Regions from separate parts of the Mus musculus genome. Here region 1 is linked to region 2. A link is a contact called in public promoter capture Hi-C data. All regions are on one chromosome and are shown on one strand. The core of a region is the stretch at or near the end of the contact, and the rest is flanking DNA. Distances in the headings are between cores, read along the strand shown.

The links. Promoter capture Hi-C pulls out the DNA fragments that hold promoters and counts their contacts.
Region 1: a promoter capture Hi-C map of macrophages shows a contact between it and region 2, with 8 read pairs. The contact joins the enhancer-like site here to the promoter of Lypla1 in region 2. A contact is called at or near these places in 10 of 39 promoter capture datasets (3T3-L1-derived adipocytes, the HPC-7 cell line, epiblast stem cells and 7 more), 7 of 484 Hi-C or Micro-C datasets (CD8 T cells, LSK cells, the N1E-115 cell line and 4 more), 2 of 115 datasets of contacts at active chromatin or transcription factors (both in embryonic stem cells) and 4 of 9 other capture datasets (adipose tissue, liver, macrophages and 1 more).

Annotation. Positions count from the first base shown.
Region 1 is chr1:4,872,121-4,874,820 of GRCm38.p6, forward strand. The region is part of intron 2 of Tcea1 (transcription elongation factor A (SII) 1); the gene reads left to right. Among named protein-coding and RNA genes, the nearest start is that of Tcea1, 16 kb to the left of the region's middle. Within about 2 kb of position 1,436, at least 17 of the 459 cell types and tissues checked have an H3K27ac peak or open chromatin away from gene starts, as enhancers often do. A contact at or near this core is called in macrophages, where this site is marked.
Region 2 is chr1:4,806,485-4,809,184 of GRCm38.p6, forward strand. It overlaps Lypla1 (lysophospholipase 1), which reads left to right and starts at 1,339. Exons shown (of 9, transcript NM_008866.3): 1 at 1,339-1,498; 2 at 1,971-2,002. The coding sequence starts at 1,430.

The sequences.
Region 1 (2,700 bases), core at 186-2,685, 66 kb after region 2:
TAGCATAGGCATTAAGACCAAAAATCACGGGCTGGTGAGATGGCTCAGTGATAAGAGCACCTGACTGCTCTTCCAAAGGTCAGGAGTTCAAATCCCAGCAACCACATGGTGGCTCACAACCATCTGTAACAAGATCTGACGCCCTCTTCTGAAGTGTCTGAAGACAGCTACAGTGTACTTACATATAATAAATAAATCTTTAAAAAATATTAAAAAAAAAAAAAGACCAAAAATCACAAGCCGGTTGTGGTGGTGCATGCCTTTAATCTCAGCACTTGGGAGGCAGAGGCAGGTGAATTTCTGAGTTCGAGGACAGCCAGGGCTACACAGAGAAACCCTGTCTCAGCAAAAAAACAAAACAAAAACAAAACCAAAAAAAAAAAGAAAAACAAAAACAAAAAAAAAAATAGAAGGCCAAAAATCACTAAATAGGACTTCATGAACTTAAAAAGCTGTGTGACAAAGCACATCATCATTTAGGCAGAGGGTCAACCTAAAGAATGGGGAATACAATAATACATTTGACAGAGGGTTAATATCTAGTATATATAAAATTAACTAAAAAATACCTAAACATAAAGAAACCCAATTGTAAAATGGGGTGTAGAGCTAAACAGTTTTCAAAAGATTAAAACACAAATGATTAAGAAACAAAAATGTTCAACATCTTTATCCAGAAAATGCAAATTAAAATCACTTTGAGATTTTCTCCTACCATAGTCAGACCAGTCAAAGTTAATTAAAAAATAACAAACATTTGCTAACTTATTTATTACTGGTGCAGACTGGTACATCCACTGTAGAAATTATTTTGAAGGTTTCTCAGGAAGATGAGAATAGATCTACCTTAAGATCCAGTTATGCCTCCTGGGCATATTCCCAAAGAATTTTTACATCTTACTACAGAGATACTTGCTCATCCATGTTCATTACTGCTCTATTCATAATAGCCAGAAATTGGAAACAGCCTAGATGGCCATCAACTAATGAATGAATAATGAAAATGAGATATAGTTACTGTACCGGCTAGTTTTGTGTCAACTTGACACAGCTGGAGTTATCACAGAGAAAGGAGCTTCAGTTGAGGAAATGCCTCCATGAGATCCAGCTGTAAGGCATTTTCTCAATTAGTGATCAAGGGGGAAAGGCCCCTTGTGGGTGGGACCATCTCGGGGCTGGTAGTCTTGGGTTCTATAAGAGAGCAGGCTGAGCAAGCCAGGGGAAGCAAGCCAGTAATGAACATCCCTCCATGGCCTCTGCATCAGCTCCTGCTTCCTGACCTGTTTGAGTTCCAGTCCTGACTTTCTTTGGTGATCAACAGCAATGTGGAAATGTAAGCTTGATAAACCCTTTCCTCCCCAACTTGCTTCTTGGTCATGACGTGTGTGCAGGAATAGAAACCCTGACTAAGACAGTTACATAATGGAGTATTCAGCTGGTAAGAAAATGAAACTTAATGGTAAATGGATTGAACTAAAAGAAAAATCATCCTGAGTGAGGTAACCCAGACCCCAAAAGACAAGTATTGTGTGTTTCTTCTGGTATGTGAATGTTAGTTTTTAAGCCTTTAATATGTGTGCTACAGTTCAAATAACCACCAAGGTTAGGTACCTAGCAAGGGACCAGGGAGGGGAAAATCTCCCAAGGAAGTAAAATAGTGTTAAAGAGAGATAAAGAGGAAACTAAAATAGGAGGACTTAATAAATAGGGAGAGGAAAGGAATTACTAGGGGGACTACTAACACTAAATGCTGTCTGAAAAACCATATGGAAACCTACTGATGCTTCCTTAAAATAACTTATGAAAGGGATCTAAATGCAGTCATCAAATAATAGTGGAGACAGTGCCTTAACCAGGCATCTTATCCTGTCAAGTCAAACTTTCAGTGTCAGGAACACATTTATCTTGTTGAGTTATTGGCCAAAGGGCTCCTGTGGAATCCCCCAAACATCCCAGGCCATTGCCAAGCCTACTATGTTGTTCTCTACAACCTGACATTAAGACCCTGTTGCTGAAGACACTTAACAGACGTGGAGAAGTTGATCTGGTGCCTGACTAGAAGCTTCACTCCTACTGTTTATGGTGCTGGTGTGATACTGAAGGGGAAAGATATCAGTATCACCCAGCTACAGATCCTGTGACCTGCCTGTAAAATACCACTTGTACAGTATTGGTACAAGTCTTATGGAAGGAAGGAATCACTCTTTTTTTTTTTTTTTTTGGACTTGAGGTCCACTTCATGAGGTGAAACCCATATTTGAAATTGATAAGTGGCCAGGGACTTGAGATAGGTCATGGACTTAGCAGAAAACCTAATACTATTGTTTCACTAAAAGAGCAGTAATAACAACAACAACAACTTCTTCTTCTAGTAGGATTTTTTTTTTTTTTTTTTTTTTTTTTTTTTTTTTTTTTTTGGTTTTTCAAGACAAGGTTTCTCTTGTGTAGCCCTGGCTGTCCTGGAATTTGCTATGTAAACCAGGCTGACCTCAAACTCAGAAATCGGCCTCTGCCTCCCAAGTGCTGGGATTAATGGTGTGCGCCACCACTGCCTGGCTCAGTAATAACTTCTAATGGCACACACATTGCTATACTCAAAGATCGGTTCCTCATTTCACTCAGCTCACATCAGAGAAAGTTCTTTTTATAATAGATAGTATTTATACAGAGACCTACAACTGGACAATATGTAGAGAGAGT
Region 2 (2,700 bases), core at 89-2,588:
TAGCTCTGGCTGTCCTGGAACTCACTCTGTAGACCAGGCTGGCCTGGAACTCAGAAATCCACCTGCCTCTGCTGGAATTAAAAGCGTGCGCCACCACCACTGGGCTTACTTTTTCTTTTGTACAATCACATGATCTGAATAATTAACTATTTTTTTTCTAAATTTTATATTTACTTCATTCCCTTACCCAGGGAAGAAAGAAACCATTCAGAACAGAAGAAACAAGCTCATTGGAGGATGTAAAACTCCAGAAAAATTGCAGGAACTGGAGATTTTGAGATAGGAAAAGACACAGATGACAGGCACCCCAACTTGATGTATTCTTGTCCTCTCTAGTGAGATAATGGTAGCTCCTGGAATTCTACATATTTCATCATAGAGAAACTTACTTAACAGTGACTTGGATCATTTTATGTTCATAATGAGAGCTAAAGACAGTTGTGTTTTCTTTTAAAGTCACAAAGAAAAGACCTAACAGTTTGACTTAAATATAGTGGCATTGCTGGGTGTGGTGGCAAACACACTCAGGAGGTAGAGTTAGGAGTTTGAGGCCTGCCTGGTCTGCAATGTGAGTTCCAGGACAACCAAGGCTACACAGAGAAACCATGTATCGAAAAAGCAAAAAATATATAGAGGCATAAGCCTTGTGAATCACATTACTACCATTTTGGGGGAGGGTTATCAATTTAACATTTTTGAGAATGTTTAAACTTTTCAATATTTAAGGGCAAGACTGATTTAAAACCGTTTTGAATAAGACTCCAAAATCTCTCAGGACCTAGATTTTCCTGTGTAATTTAATTAAGTCTTTTAGTCTTTAAGTCTTAGTTCACAAACTCCTTTCCAGTCAAAACTGTATATTTGGTTTCCTCACTGAATTGCAGACTTCTGAAGGTCATGACATTTTGACCTTAAATGTTTGCCATGAACCGTTCCCCAGTTATACATACTATATATGCAATAAATTCAGCGCTGTGCAGAAGGGTGGCGATTTTGCCCCGTGTTCAAAACGGCTATATTTCAATGAATACCTGTCCTTTAGTTAATAACGTTGACCTGCCTGGGGAAGTGAAATCGGGAGTCACGCGTCAAGCGCGCAGGGGACCACAGCAAGAGCTCGCCCCGCCTAGCCGCGGTCCCAGCAGCGGTCCCTGCTACCTGCCGCTGGTCCAGGCACTGCGGGCGTGGATGGACAGCGAGAGGTTAGCAGCGGCCCGCACTGCTCCAGCGCGGTGCGGGAAGGCTCACTATGACGCGCACGCGCGGCCGAATCGGGGCGCGAGCTCGGGGCCGAACGCGAGGAACAGTGCAGGGCGGCGCGGGGGCGCGCACGCGCCTGAGCGCGCGCCCGGAGGGGCGGGCTGGGACTTTCGGCTGCCGGGAGCCCGAGTTCCCTTCCGCTTCCGACGCACTGTCCGCCAGCCGGTGGATGTGCGGCAACAACATGTCCGCTCCGATGCCCGCCGTTGTGCCGGCCGCCCGGAAGGCCACCGCCGCGGTGAGTGGCGGCGCCCGGGCCTGGGGCACCAGCGAGACCCAGGCCGCCGCGCGTGGATGCGTCCGCGCCGCCCCGCGGGCTCTCCGGGGTCGGGCGGGGAATCGGAGCCGGCGGGGCGCCGCCTGCCTGCCTAGCACTCTCACCCCCACCCCTGAAGCAAATTCCGAGGTCCAGTGCTGAAACAGCCGACCTGCAGCGGGAGTGTCTGTCCTGCCGCAGGAGCTCAGATTAACTTTTGCTCCCGGAAACTTTTGTGATGAAAAAAATTCGACTTTCGTGACTTGACTTTAGAGACAGCTGTCTTTTATCCGACTGTGTGAGACCTCTGAGTGCTAAAACGAAGGGGTATAGAAATTAAATAGCTTGTGGAATAGTGTTCTGTTGTAAGTTTTTAGGTCCTTCATTGGGTTTTATAACTTAACAAAATCTGTAACAGTCCAGTGTGTGCTTATTTTGTCTTATTCTCTTTTAGGTTATTTTCCTTCACGGATTGGGAGATACAGGGTAGGTGCCATTGTTAGTACCTAAGGAGATGGGGTCGTGCAGCTACTTACTGGTCAAAGGGTTGTATGCTGAAGAAGGCTGACATTGTAGGAACAAGTATTTTCTCAAGGAGATCAGCTTTTCTGCTTACAAACACCCACAATTTCCCCCTTATCTTGAGTTTCTCGTCTTTGAGATTGTCTCTGGAACATGTTAAAATTGTTAACTGCTCTTTGGATGTGAATTGGATACCAGAGGAGTGGAATGTTTGCAAAGGCAGTGTGCAGTTTTGGAGCAGGTTGAGAAAGACCGGTTGATTCTGTTGAGAGAAATAGCAATAACATGAAGCATAAGTCCCAGATCAGAGTGCAGATGATCCCTTAAAAGAGAAAAATCAAAGAAGGTGGGGCCACAGCTCAAAGATTAATTTGGTGGCTTATCAAACCCATTTTGCTTTTGTGGTTCTGGAGAAGAAACTTGAGGTCAGTGTGTGCCGTGTGGACACTTCACCAGTCCCTGACCGGACTATGCAGCACTAACTTTAGCTTAGGATTTTCTGTTATTAATCCTTGGGTTGCCTTCTGTTTAATTGAGTGATTATCTGGCTGAAACTTGTGTTGTATAAGATTGTCAAACTTTTACAATGAAACTGGGGAGATGGTTTAATGGTTCAGGGCATAGGCTGCACTTAACCAGCCTGCGGGTTCAGTTCCAAGCAC